Linked DNA regions of Arachis hypogaea: region 2 is linked to region 1. A link is a contact called in public Hi-C data. All regions are on one chromosome and are shown on one strand. The core of a region is the stretch at or near the end of the contact, and the rest is flanking DNA. Distances in the headings are between cores, read along the strand shown.

What was found. A called contact is a pair of places that touch in the nucleus more often than the background predicts.
Region 2: a contact with region 1 is called in a Hi-C map of an unstated tissue, with 3 times the contacts expected there. The contact joins the promoter of LOC112791436 here to the promoter of LOC112791430 in region 1. A contact is called at or near these places in 2 of 8 Hi-C or Micro-C datasets (leaf and an unstated tissue).

Annotation. Positions count from the first base shown.
Region 1 is chr3:127,255,524-127,261,655 of arahy.Tifrunner.gnm2.J5K5, forward strand. LOC112791430 reads left to right here and starts at 2,716. Exons shown (of 9, transcript XM_025834267.3): 1 at 2,716-3,137; 2 at 3,226-3,340; 3 at 3,604-3,894; 4 at 3,992-4,087; 5 at 6,058-6,132. The coding sequence starts at 3,275.
Region 2 is chr3:127,393,584-127,400,353 of arahy.Tifrunner.gnm2.J5K5, forward strand. It overlaps LOC112791436 (mitochondrial inner membrane protein OXA1), which reads right to left and starts at 4,162. Exons shown (of 10, transcript XM_025834275.3): 1 at 3,799-4,162; 2 at 3,050-3,534; 3 at 2,029-2,119; 4 at 1,639-1,686; 5 at 1,081-1,139; 6 at 840-915; 7 at 614-745; 8 at 332-439. The coding sequence starts at 3,516.

The DNA.
Region 1 (6,132 bases), core at 1,466-3,965:
TCATGCCCGAAAAATTGGTGGAACATCCATAGTGCTGTTGGAATCCACTACAATATGGCTAGATGATGCCAAAAATTGAAAAGCTCTACACGATGGCCACTGTTCTAACCATTCTACGGTGTAAGCATATAGCAAATAAGCAACTCACTATTTCAAAGTTTCAAACTTCAAAACCAACGCATATTTGAGTCAGCAGCTCCTATTAAGGAAAATGCTAACGTAACGCTTAATTAATTTCTATACTATTTGTTTACTAAAAATATTATCTATATTAAAATTAATTATTAAAATAAATTATATTTATATATAAATATATATTATTTAATTTATTTTTAATATATATTTTATATTTTAATATATATTTTATATTAGTAACTAATTTTAGTATATATCTAAATTAATTATATACATATATAATAATGTATTCTTTAAAAACCATTTTTTAAAACAAAAACCCTACAGGAAATAGCTCTTAAGTTATTCGTTAAATTATATTATTTTATATGATTTATTAATTTCAGAATGCAAGACTGAAAATATTACGAAGGACCAAGTATAATAGGACTAATTTAATAATAGTGTCCTTGATGAAATTCTTATTTCTGATCATATTATGAATGGTTATATTTTTTATATATTAAAAGTTTTTTAGAGTTACGTGGATTTTACATAAGTTTTATTTTTCCTTTTATTTATTATTTTATGTTAAAAAGTTTTTTTTGAGATCAGCATAAATTAAATTTTCAATATTTTCATCATAGAAATTTCAATAATATATAATAAAATTATTCTTAATAAAAATTAAACCAATGAAAAGAAACACAAATGATTATATCACTGATAATATATAATACCAAAACGCCTACAATGATTTATAAGCAACTTTTTTTAACTCCATTGATAAGTAAATCATTGACAAATAAATCGTTACAGGAGGATAAAGTTTATACGTTTTTCATGAATCCTTATCCACTACAATGATTTACTAGTAACGACATCATGATGAGATTTTGTTTCGTTATCTTTCGTTGTTTTCGTATATATAGCAATAGTTTACTGTTAAATTATTTTTTATTATATTTTATAATTTATATTTATATGTATATTCTGTATTTTTGTTTTTGTATGTGTATTTATTGTAGTCTAGGGATCAATTACCCAATTAATGCAATGTTTACGCACGATATATTCCTTACACTCTTTTCAATCTTTAAGTTAATAGTATTTTTGTATATTTATTGTGTTGTGTTATAAAATATATACCTAAACAAAAAAAAAATGAAATGCTACTAAACAAACGCTGCATATTATATTATCTTTTTTCATATTTATTGTGTTATATATATGTCATATAAAATATATACCTAAACGACACAACTACTTAATAATATAAAATGAGACTAGAAAAAAATACATATTATTATTTTATATTTATTAATAATAAAGTTATTTGACCGGGTAATAAGATCCAGAAAAAAAAAAGACCTGAGACATAAGATTTCATATATATGCTTCTAATTCTATACATGCAATACAAAGCAATATGATGATCACCCTCATACTAGTAAATCGTTATAGAGAATAAGATTTTCCGGAAGTGTAAAACTTACCTTTCTAATTATTTATTTAAATGATGTTAAAAAATTTGGTTGTAAATCGTCTTAGGTGAGTAAGTTTTATGAGAAAAGGTAAAACCTATATACCCTGATTTACTTATTAATGGAATTAAAAAATTCCCTCGTAAATCATTGCAGGTTTCCGGGTATTACAAAAAAATTATAAAACTTCAATACCTGTAACGATTTACATATATAGAAGGACAAATTTGTAATCACAATTTGATTAGGAGAATTTAACAAATAACTATTCATTTTATTTTTTATATGGGTAAAAAATCCGAAATTCTTGTAACTAAGTGGCAAAAACAATTTTTTCTTTTTTTGGTCATGGAATTTATTTTTATCATTGAGGAAACTAGTGTTATTTTGGGTCTCGACTGTTGACGGAGCCAAATTTGAATTGAACAGGCCAAATTTTAAGGATATGCATATGGGCTGACCCCGTTGCCTTTTAAACTTTAACATTGGGCCATTGTGCCCTTCTTAAACCAAAAAGAGAAATTTATCAAGATTTGAAATTCAAGTATGTACGTGGCAATTTATTGTGACTAACGTCAAATATTTAAATAAAATTACAATTTGCCATAGATTAGTTCTTAGTTTATCGATTTAAGAGATACTGCAAAATATAAATAAATGTTTATCCAATAAATAAATGTAGACATGTGGATTAAATTCTAAAAATTATTTTTTAATTAATTATATTATTATTTTTCTCTCTTGCAAATAACTATTCCCTGTCATTTCTTTCATTTGGACCGTTCTTGTAACAGGATATAAATGCATGATATATAAATTTGTATAAATGTTTATTTATACTTTTTTTATAAGATATATAAACTATAAAATATTACTCATCATATTTGTATAAGTTAAGTTTCAACCACCAAATACATAAGAAATTTTAATTCCCAAGAATAAGGGAGTCAAAAAATCAATCTTTGTTGAAAAAGAAAGGAACGCACTGGACTAAATGTTTATCTATCAGTTTGTTAGGATTAGAAGAAAAGAAAAAATGAGGTTGAATATAGAAAATGCTAGTCCCATATCAAGAATTCCTATGAATGGGAAACGGGAAAATCTCAAAAGAGAAAATTTTGTTGATTAATGTTATCTTAATTTTAGAAAAGAAGCCAAGCCAGCAAATAATTCAGCCTTTTTTTCTTGATTGCATCAGTTAATTTAGCCGTTGAGGATAGCATTGAAAACCCTAAAATATTCAAACTATTTGTTCATGGAAAGGGGGGGAGTGCATGTTTGTTAAAACCCTTCTTCCTCTTTCAATTGTTCTCCTTGGCTCTCTCTTTTGACAAAGTTCCGTTTAGAAAATTTATCTTTTATTTTAATTGGTTTTCCTCCTTGCCCCTTCTCCCAATAACCCTCAATCTTTTATTTGTATGCATGTATGTCTCCCTTTTTGCACTATTATTACCAACCTAATTTGTTAATTAATATTCATTTCCGACAACAATCTGTTATTGATTTTTTATATTCCTGCAGGAAGAAATTAAAAAACAGGTTGGGACATTAATCTGTTCAGCTCTTGTTAATTCTTCTATAATAATATGATATATTTTCTTACAACTTTTAGCTTTGTTAATTTCAGATTTTTCAGTCAAGATATATAATATAAGAGTTAATTATTATATTAAAGCATGGCTAATGTGAGTTTTTGCGGTTTGAAGCCAATGCTCTTTCGCCGCAAGACGAATATTTTTGAGGTAAATAGCTCTATAAACCCTTCCAGAACAATCTCAATATATGGATATTAGAGAAAATTATTTGAAGGAAGATGATATTGCATTGTATCAGTAAACCTTTCAAATGGAGACAATTATTAGAGGGTTTTTCCGGGATGAAATTCTGAAAAAGCTATAGAAGGTTTAGGAAAGGAAATTCAGTTTTGTTAGGGGTTAGCAATTAATATGAAATGTTATACAATATGAGATTTATATGACACCATTTGTAATATATGGTTTTGTAGGGAATAAAAGCGTTTGGGTCGCCCAAGAAGTCTTCAAGGGTAAGGGAAAAGGAAAAAGAAAAGAAAAGGAGCAAACCGAACACTAATAATAATAATGATAATAAATGTTATAGTAAGTGTATACCAAAATCAGCTATTAAAATTAGCCACAAGTATAATGGAAATTCAACGGAGTTGTCATTTATAGGAGCAGACCAATTGATTTTAATGGTAGAGATCCATAAGAAGATAATGTCATTCAGGGACATCATGGATCTTTCTCTATGTAACAGTTCTGCTTCCTTACGTGAGGTCAGAGTAATTATATTATTATTATTATTTTAATTTCTCCTTATCATTCTTGCATCATAATGAACTTGTGTTTTATAATTTTGTGAATCATGTGCAGATTGTATTGAAAACCTTGGAGGATCTCCAGAAGGTTTATCCAGCAATCATACCGAGAAAGGAAGTGGCAAAGATTAAAGACAAGTCTACAGATCAGGTTTTTTTTAAGAGTGGTGTAAAATTGATAGTTAAGAGTCATTAAATAATTTAATATATTTGACTAAATTGTTATTTAACGTCTCTTACCTATCAATTTTATTTGAAATTAAGTAATTGCACTAAACTTTAAAGGGAAGTTATATGGTGGCATTAGTTTTGGTGGCTAAGAATGACATAAATTTCACCAACAAATAAAATATTAACAAATAACAAAAAAAAATTAAATCTAAAACTAAAAAAATTTTCTCTTTCTTATAATTTTTTATAATTTTTTAATTATATTTATACTTATTATTTTATTATTATTTTTATTTTTAAAAAATAATTTCTTATAATTATTTTTACTAAAATAATTTTTTTAATTATTTTTATTATTATTATTTTTAATCATTTCTATAAATAATACCAAAATTATTTTTTATCAAAATAAATTTTTTTATAATTATTTTATTTTGTAATTTTGGAAAACTAAAACCAAAATAATATTCTCTCTTATAATTTTTTATAATTATTTTTAAACTAACACCAAGAGGAAGAATATCATTTTGGTGTTAGTTTTTCAAAATTGTAAAAAGATAATTATAAAAAATTATTTTTTAGAAATAAAAATAATAATAAAAATAATTAAAAAAATTTTAGTCTTATTTTCTAAAATTATTAAAAAAATAATAAAAATAATTATAAAAAATTATTTTAGTAAAAATAATTATAAACATGATTTTTTAAAAATAAAAATAATAATAAAATAATTATTATAAATATAATTATAAAATTATTTTGGTATTATTTTTTTGAAATTATTTTTTATAATTATAAAAATAATTATAAAAAATTATTTTAATAAAAATAATTATAAAAATATATAAGAGAGAGAACCATTTTGATTTTAGATTTAATTTTGTTGTCATATTAATATTTTATTATGAGTAATGCTAGGGAACTAAAAGGATATTAGCCAAAAATCAGCCAAATATCTTTGGGTGAATTCAAAATCTCTACGAGTTAATATATATGGATGTTTTTTTGGCTAAGTATTAGAATGTTTCTTTTTCATTCTAAATGAATGTTCTTTTATATATTTTTCGAATTTTTTTGTATTATAAATATGAATGTCTCTATTTCTTTAAGAATTTCATAATTTTTTTTTATTTTATAGATAATTAATTATTTTTGCTAAAATATAACTGGATATTTCTTTTATTAAGTATTAAGATATTCTTTTACATATTAAATAGATATTTTTTTATATTAAATAAATATTTTTTTATATTTCTTAATGTAATGAGGCAATTATTGAGAAGCATCCCTCCATCTCCAAAAGCTATAAACACACACCAACACACTTAACTTCGTTCAATTCCTTAACCGCAAATACATACACATTCTTATTCCTCAAAATCATGGACTGAATTCGAGGATCAACCCTTGGCACTGGAAGCTTCGCCACCGTCAGTATAGCCACACTCAAGAACCCTTCCCTTCCACTTTTCGGTTGTCGTTAAGTCCTTCGATCGTTTCACCTCCTTTCTCCTCGTTAACGAGGAACATGTTCTTAACCGCCTCGATTCTTCTTGTTCTTGAATCCTTAAGTGTTTGTGTGACTCGGTGATAGAAGAGGAGTGGGTCGCGGTGGAGAGGCGGAGAGGGTCTGACGGTGAGAGAGAAGTTTGTGTGTATGATTGATATGAGAGAGAAAATGAAAGTTTTTATAGGTTTTAATTAGATTTACTTAATTAATTTTAAATTTTTTAAATTTTAAATTTAAAAAATTTAAAATTAATTCATTATTAATATGAATTAATGTAATTTTGTTTAATTTTTTGCTGGTTCCATATACTTTTCCTTTACTTATTCGTCAAACTTATGTCATCTTTAGTCACTAAAATCGACGTCACCATAAAACTTCCCAACTTTAAATTGTATTAATAATAGTATTAATTGATATAGAAAATGTTGGCATGTTGCTAGGCTATGGCGTATTTATGCTCGGCGTTGAAGTGTCTCGGAGAGTCGTGGATGGAGAACAATGATTTGAAGGAAAAG
Region 2 (6,770 bases), core at 2,912-5,411, 140 kb after region 1:
AAGATCTTTTCTTTTGATAAACAATAATTTTGTATTGAGAAAGAATTTCCCCCCCCCTAAATAGATGAAATAAGAAAAAGCATAATAATAATAATGCAAGTTACACTTAACAAGTTGCAAGACAATTCCACAGCCCAAAGACCAACCATTGAAAAGTTAGTCTACAGGAGATAAGGAAACAACACATGCAACCAATTCTATCGTAACCATCAGAAAACTTCTCTTTTCTTTCTAATGATCATACAAATGAAAGATGTTATTTCACATGCATAGACAGCAAATGCAATGTAAAGTTGTTCATTCCCAAAAAGGAAAAGTCAGAGAAGATTACCTTTGGGAACCCCATGGTGAAGGGAACTGTAAGAACAGCAAGACCCCTAGAGACATTTTTCATGGTACCAGCCACAGGATTTCCTTCCAAGCCTTCTTGCATATTACACTAAGGAACAACATAAATTTCACTTAAATTGCAACCTGAACAGTTTTCTTACTAACTTCATTCAAAAATTATCTTTTGCAGTTGTTTAAGTGGCCCTTTTTACTAAGCAGTCAAACTGGAAATAGAATTAAAATGTTAGTTGCAAGAATGGTTTTTGAAAAATAAAATGCTCACCTCAACTGTTATTAAGAACGACAATGCAGTCAAAACAGGAAGAACATATAATGCATCTGGAGTAGTGAGATCAGTAAACCAGTAGGTTCCACCATGCTTAAATGATGGCACCTTTTCAGCCATGTTTGATATCTATCATTAAACAAGGGAATGTTAATGGATAGAATAACATAAAGGTTCCTTAGCCTTGATTAAGCAAGAGAAATCAAATCGGTAGTCATCTTACCGCAAGAAAAAAGCTAATAAAGATAGGTGCTTGAACAAAGAGTCCCATCAAAGGTGTAAACGGATTCACACCATATCTGTATCATCAAAATCAGAGAGAAAATGATATGGCATTCCATACTGAATGTAGCAACTAAGTTCAGACTGGGACACTGGGGGAATCTAAAATGCTATTAGCAGTTATGAAAGAAACCGTGAACTGTAAATGATATCTTTCACCAACAAAATCAGAAACCACTTACTCCTTAAACAGCTGCTTCATCTTCTTTTGATTTTCAGCTGCAGCTACGGGATCCATAGCCTGAAATTAATATATGAAGGACAAAAATGTTTCTTAAAGTCAAATTCAAAGCTTGAATGTCGAATCCCAATTCCACTCTGCTAATTTAATCTTAAAGAAATAAAATTAGCTTGGGCTTTCCGACTTTCTTTAATTATTCTTGTTCTTCAATATTTTCCTCCCATTCTCTATACTATTTTAGTCTTCTGTCTAAACAAATTTAGTCAAAATATATAGTGTAAAGAGCACATGACAGGAGATAGGTTTATAAGAATTGCTTATTTCGATCCCAAAATATTCTTGCAAGACATAGTTCAGGTCAGATAATTAACGGGTGAACTAAATCTTAAGAAAATTTATCAATTCAAACTAAACTTTTGGATGCACTTAGTAGGCAACAGCAATTGTGGGTCTCTCATCTGCTTGACATGGCTAGATAGATATCAATACAACAGCAAAGCAGAACATCTACCATCATTGCTAATATAAAAAATAATTTGACGACATACAATATAGTTACCTTATATTCCATCTCAGCCCGTATCGCTTCCATGTGCGGCCTCAGCAACTGCAATAGACATGATATAGTAAGCTCAGGCAACTTCTTGATTAGAGTATAGAAAATTCATTACTGATAAAACAACCACACCAAGCTTGGCAACATCTCTCAATATAACAGAGTGGAGTAGCAACAGAAATAACCCTCCAAAATCTTAACTCGGATAAAAGAGAGAAAACAAGCATATTCCTCCCTCAATGCATTTAAATTTTGGCCATTCCAACTAGGACACACACACACAGAGAGAGAGAGAGAGAGAGAGAGAGAGAGAGGGGGGGGGGCAATTTCCATTAATCCATTTTTGCAGGAAACAAATATGTACGGATGAATGTATAAGCAGCAACAACATACTGTAAGCTTAGATGTAGCCTTAAGTTGGTAGATTAAGAACGGAACTGTTGCGCTTCGAATCACAAGGGTTGCCAAAGCAATGGCTGCCCACCTGAAAGAAAATGGGAAATGAAATTGCAACAAATACATGTCAAAATATGGATAATCAAGCCATTGGATAGTCAATTCCCAGAGTAGGTGTCATGTACTACGGTGTAAAGTGCAAGAACAGTTTGGATTAGCATGGTCTCGAAAACCTAATATATTCAACTAAATGTTGAACAATCATAATAGAAGCCAATTCATATATTTTTTTGCCATGAATAAAACGCATTCCTACCTAAAATGACGATCTGTAGATCACAATGCAAGAAGAAGCTCTACCATATACACCAGAAAGTGTATTCTTCACCCAGGTAGAAAAATCTTAAAATCATAAGATTGCTTGGGTAAATCAATTACATCAGCAATTATGTGTAGCAAGTTAAACTTAGCAACCGACAAACTAAAAGAATTGACATTTCTAAGTTCAAACCTCTAACTCATGGTAAAACCTAGAAACCTACCAATGGCAACTTTAACAACAAGAGTACCAATTTTATCAGAATGTTCGGGAAGTCATGGGATCCAATCCATTCAAGAAACTGAATTCGATTCCTTGGTTTGAAACTAAATAAAAAACATGAAATTAAAATTGAAGAGGGAGTCAATTCTTGCGAATAGGGCAAAAGTAAATAAGAAAAATATGGTTCATATTTGCAAACCACACTCAATAAACTTTGGCTTAAAAATAGAAAAATCAAAATAGCATTTCACCCTAACCTTAAAAAAGGAAAAGAAAAAAGGACTCAATTCATTTTTGTACACGTTCCTAACAGTATAAATTAAATTCAATTCTTTGATTCACTGGTTACTTTAAACATAGGAATTCAAATCAATTTAATTTTACCTCACCATATGATACCAAATAAGCAGTAAACTATGAACTACTTAGGAATTTGATTTGAATTCAAGAAGCGAGACAAGACAAGTACAAACTCACCAGTTTAACCCGGTATAAGTATGCACAGCATCGATCCCATACTGCAGCAACTTCACAGGCAAATACGAATCAGCAGCAGCAATGGCAACCTCGTTAAAAACAGGAGCCTGAGAAGCTATGGTCTCAACGGCCTTGTCAGTAAGTACATCTGCAATGTCGGACATCATCTCAATCTTATCTGATCCATCATTCACAGTCGACATATATCGGCAGAAATTATATCCAGAGCACGGGGAAAGGAATGTGTTGGAAAGCGCTCTAGAAGAGGCACCAAACCCCATTGACCCATTAAGGGAGCTCCCGAAGGACCTTGTTTGGACAAAAGTACTGATTGCTGCAGAGGATGATTTTTCTTCTGGGCGCTGCTTGTGTTTCCCATCATCGCTGTAGAGTACATAACTGAAAGACGGGTGACACTTCCAGTCTACAAGGTTCCCTCTTTTCAATAGGCATCGTCTATAAGCCATTTGTATCCTTAGGAAGTTCTATCATGCAGCATCAAATAACCAACAAAATTCCGACAAAAAAAAGATTCAAAACGTTGAGGCTTTTCATCAAACAGGTTGCAAGCAATCACAAATATACACTGATCAACTATAATGTAACATTCCAGAGAGTGGGAGAAATAATACGCATGAAGAATAGTATAATGGGAATTACTACATGATCACCAATGTTATATACGTATACAAACATACGAATTATTGATTGGACGAAATGAGAGAAACGAAGCAGAGAAGAATACGAACCGGCGGCGGACCAACGGTGGCGGAAGACAACGACACCGATGGTGGAACAGCGATCGGAGTTGGGGCAACTGTGGGAGGTGACGGCAGTTAGGGTTGAGAGTTGGTTGGAGTGGAAGTGCCGCCGGGACCTGAAAGCGAGCTAGTGTCGAAGTAAGCTAGCTGAGAAAAGCTGACATTTGTTGCGAAGGAAACAAAACATGAAACAAGGAAACATCAAAACGACGTAGTTTTTTTACGCCGCCCTTCAAGAAACCCAAAAATGAATTATGGATGCAAATCATGTCCTCTTTTTTCTTTTTTGTTAGTTTTGGGCTGGAATGCAATCTAAACTGATGTCCGTTTCTTTTATCTGTAATCCCAATACCTAAAAACATATATGGCCCAAATTAAAAAGACCCAAGATACTGGATGCAAATTTTTAAGAAAATAATACCACTTTATAGTTTATACATAGTTTTTTTGAGTCTCGCTACACATCCAAGTAATTTTACATTTCATCCAAGTCATTTAGTTTACGTTGCACGATTTTGTCGTCTTCTTTCTTTTTCATTATCATTATCGTCATCACCAACAACATTAATATTTTGCTAATATCTTGATTGATTCTAATTCTCTGTGGTGATCGAATGAACCGAAAATATTATCAAAACGAAACTATTGTATAATACCAAATGAACAAAAAATTGTCCACTATATAAATTTGAATTCAAAAACATTTGCGTCTCAAATGAATAAAAAATTAGCTCAAAACAAAACCATTGTATAATACCAAATGAACCAAAAATTGTTTATTATATAAATTCGAATTCGATTATAATGATAATGACGCTACGTATTAGAAGAAGGCAATGACAATAACGATGATGATGATGATGATGATGATGAAAAGAAAGGAAGAGAGAAAATTCTAAAAGGAGGAGAAAGAGGAGGAGGTATTATTGGTGACGACGATAAAAAAATTAGAAAATGATAAAAAAATGTTTGAATATAGAAAACCATTCTAATTTTTTATTCTTTTATCAATTTTTATTGTAAATAAAAAGAGTTGTCAGCTTGTTATAGTTCAACATTTACTTTATCATATACATACAAGAATGGTTATAAAAGTGGGAGAAATCAAATTTAATAATTTATAAAAAATATAAAAAAATTGATTTTAAAAAAAAGTTATAAACATTGAATTTCAATAATCTGACATCCATAACATAAACAAATGGATGTTACTGTTGTGATAAAGTGATGTGGATGCTCATTTATTATAGGTGGTTCACATTTTCTAAAACAAATGGCATTAAAAAGGTATTAAAAAAGTAAGCGTGCTACCTCTATAAATAGTGAAATGTAGTTTTACTTTCGTACATACGGGCAATAACAAATATTATTACCTCTCTTTTCTTTCATACACTATAATAAATTCTATTTTCTTCTCTCTTTCTATGGGTGCTAGTATATACGTATTAATATATATAATTAATACATTTTTATTAGTGTGAAAAATTGATGTGGTGAAAAATATTATTAAAATTATCTATTTACACATCTTTATTTTATATCTAGTACAACTTCCTTATTTATTTTACAACACGTTATCAATACGAGACTCTGATCAAATTTTTAGAAATACTCAGGTAACAAATTTTTATTATGTCGAAACTCTCTCATCTTGAATTCAATACTCTTGATATATCTGGAAACAATTATTTATCATGGATATTAGATGCTGAAATCCATCTTGATTCAATGGGTCTTAGAGATACCATTAAAGCTGAAAATAATGCATCATAGAAGGATAAAGCCAAAGCCATAATTTTTCTTCGTCGTCATCTTGACGGATGATTGGAAAATGAATATCTCACATTAAAAGATCCTGCAGATCTTTGGAAACCTTGAATAAAGGTATAATCATAAAAAACGGTGATACTTCCTCAAGTCCGATATGAGTGGACGCACTTGCGTCTACAGGATTTTAAATTGATAAATGAATATAATTCTGCAATGTTTCGAATCAGCTCACGAATAAAATTATGTGTGAAAAAGATAACTAATCATGATATGTTGGAGAAAACTTTCTCAATCTTTCATACCTCGAATGTGCTCCTGCAGTAGTAGTATCGAGAAAAAGGGTTTAAAAAATATTCTGAGTTAATTTCTTACCTTGTTGTTGCTGAACGCAATAATGAGTTGCTCTTAAAGAATAACAAAGCGCGCCCACCTGGCGCCGCCCAATTTTTTGAAGTAAATGCGGCAAATCATTACCCCAGAAGAGGTAAACGGCAAGGTTTTGGTAACAAGAAAAATTATGGAAGGAAAAGGAATTATGTTCAAAAGAGAGGATCTCACCAGAAGTGGGATAAAGAAAGAAATTATGGGCAAAACAAATCAACAGAGAATAAATGTTTCTGTTGTGGTGGAAAGGGTCATTGGTCATGTACTTGTCGTACCCTAAGGCACCTAGTCGATCTTTATCAAGCATTTTTGAAAAAGGATGACAAAGGAAAGGAAACAAATTTTATTTCAAATGATGCTGAAAATTCCACTACTCATTATGATGTATCTGATTTCTTTGAGGATCCTGAAGGAAATATTGGTCATTTGATCAATGATGGAATAGTTTAATATGTGAGATTGTTAAGTACTCATGTAAATAAATAATGTAAGAAATTTATTGTTAAATTTTATTTTCTATGTATTTAAGTTTTAAATAGGGCAAATGACCAAATTAAAATAAACAACAGAAACGTTTACCAGATTACAACAATGAGAAAGTTGATACCTGAATATCTTGTTTTGTTATATATATAAACCGTGGGAGCCAACCACGGTTCCTAGCTACACATAAACCATGGCTGGCTGGCAGGTTTTACATTGAAGAAAAGCTCAACGTAAACCGTGGTAGGTAGCCACGGTTTACACTGTGTGGATGAAAGATAGAAACCGCTGGAAGTAGCCACGGTTTATGAAGAAAGAAATGC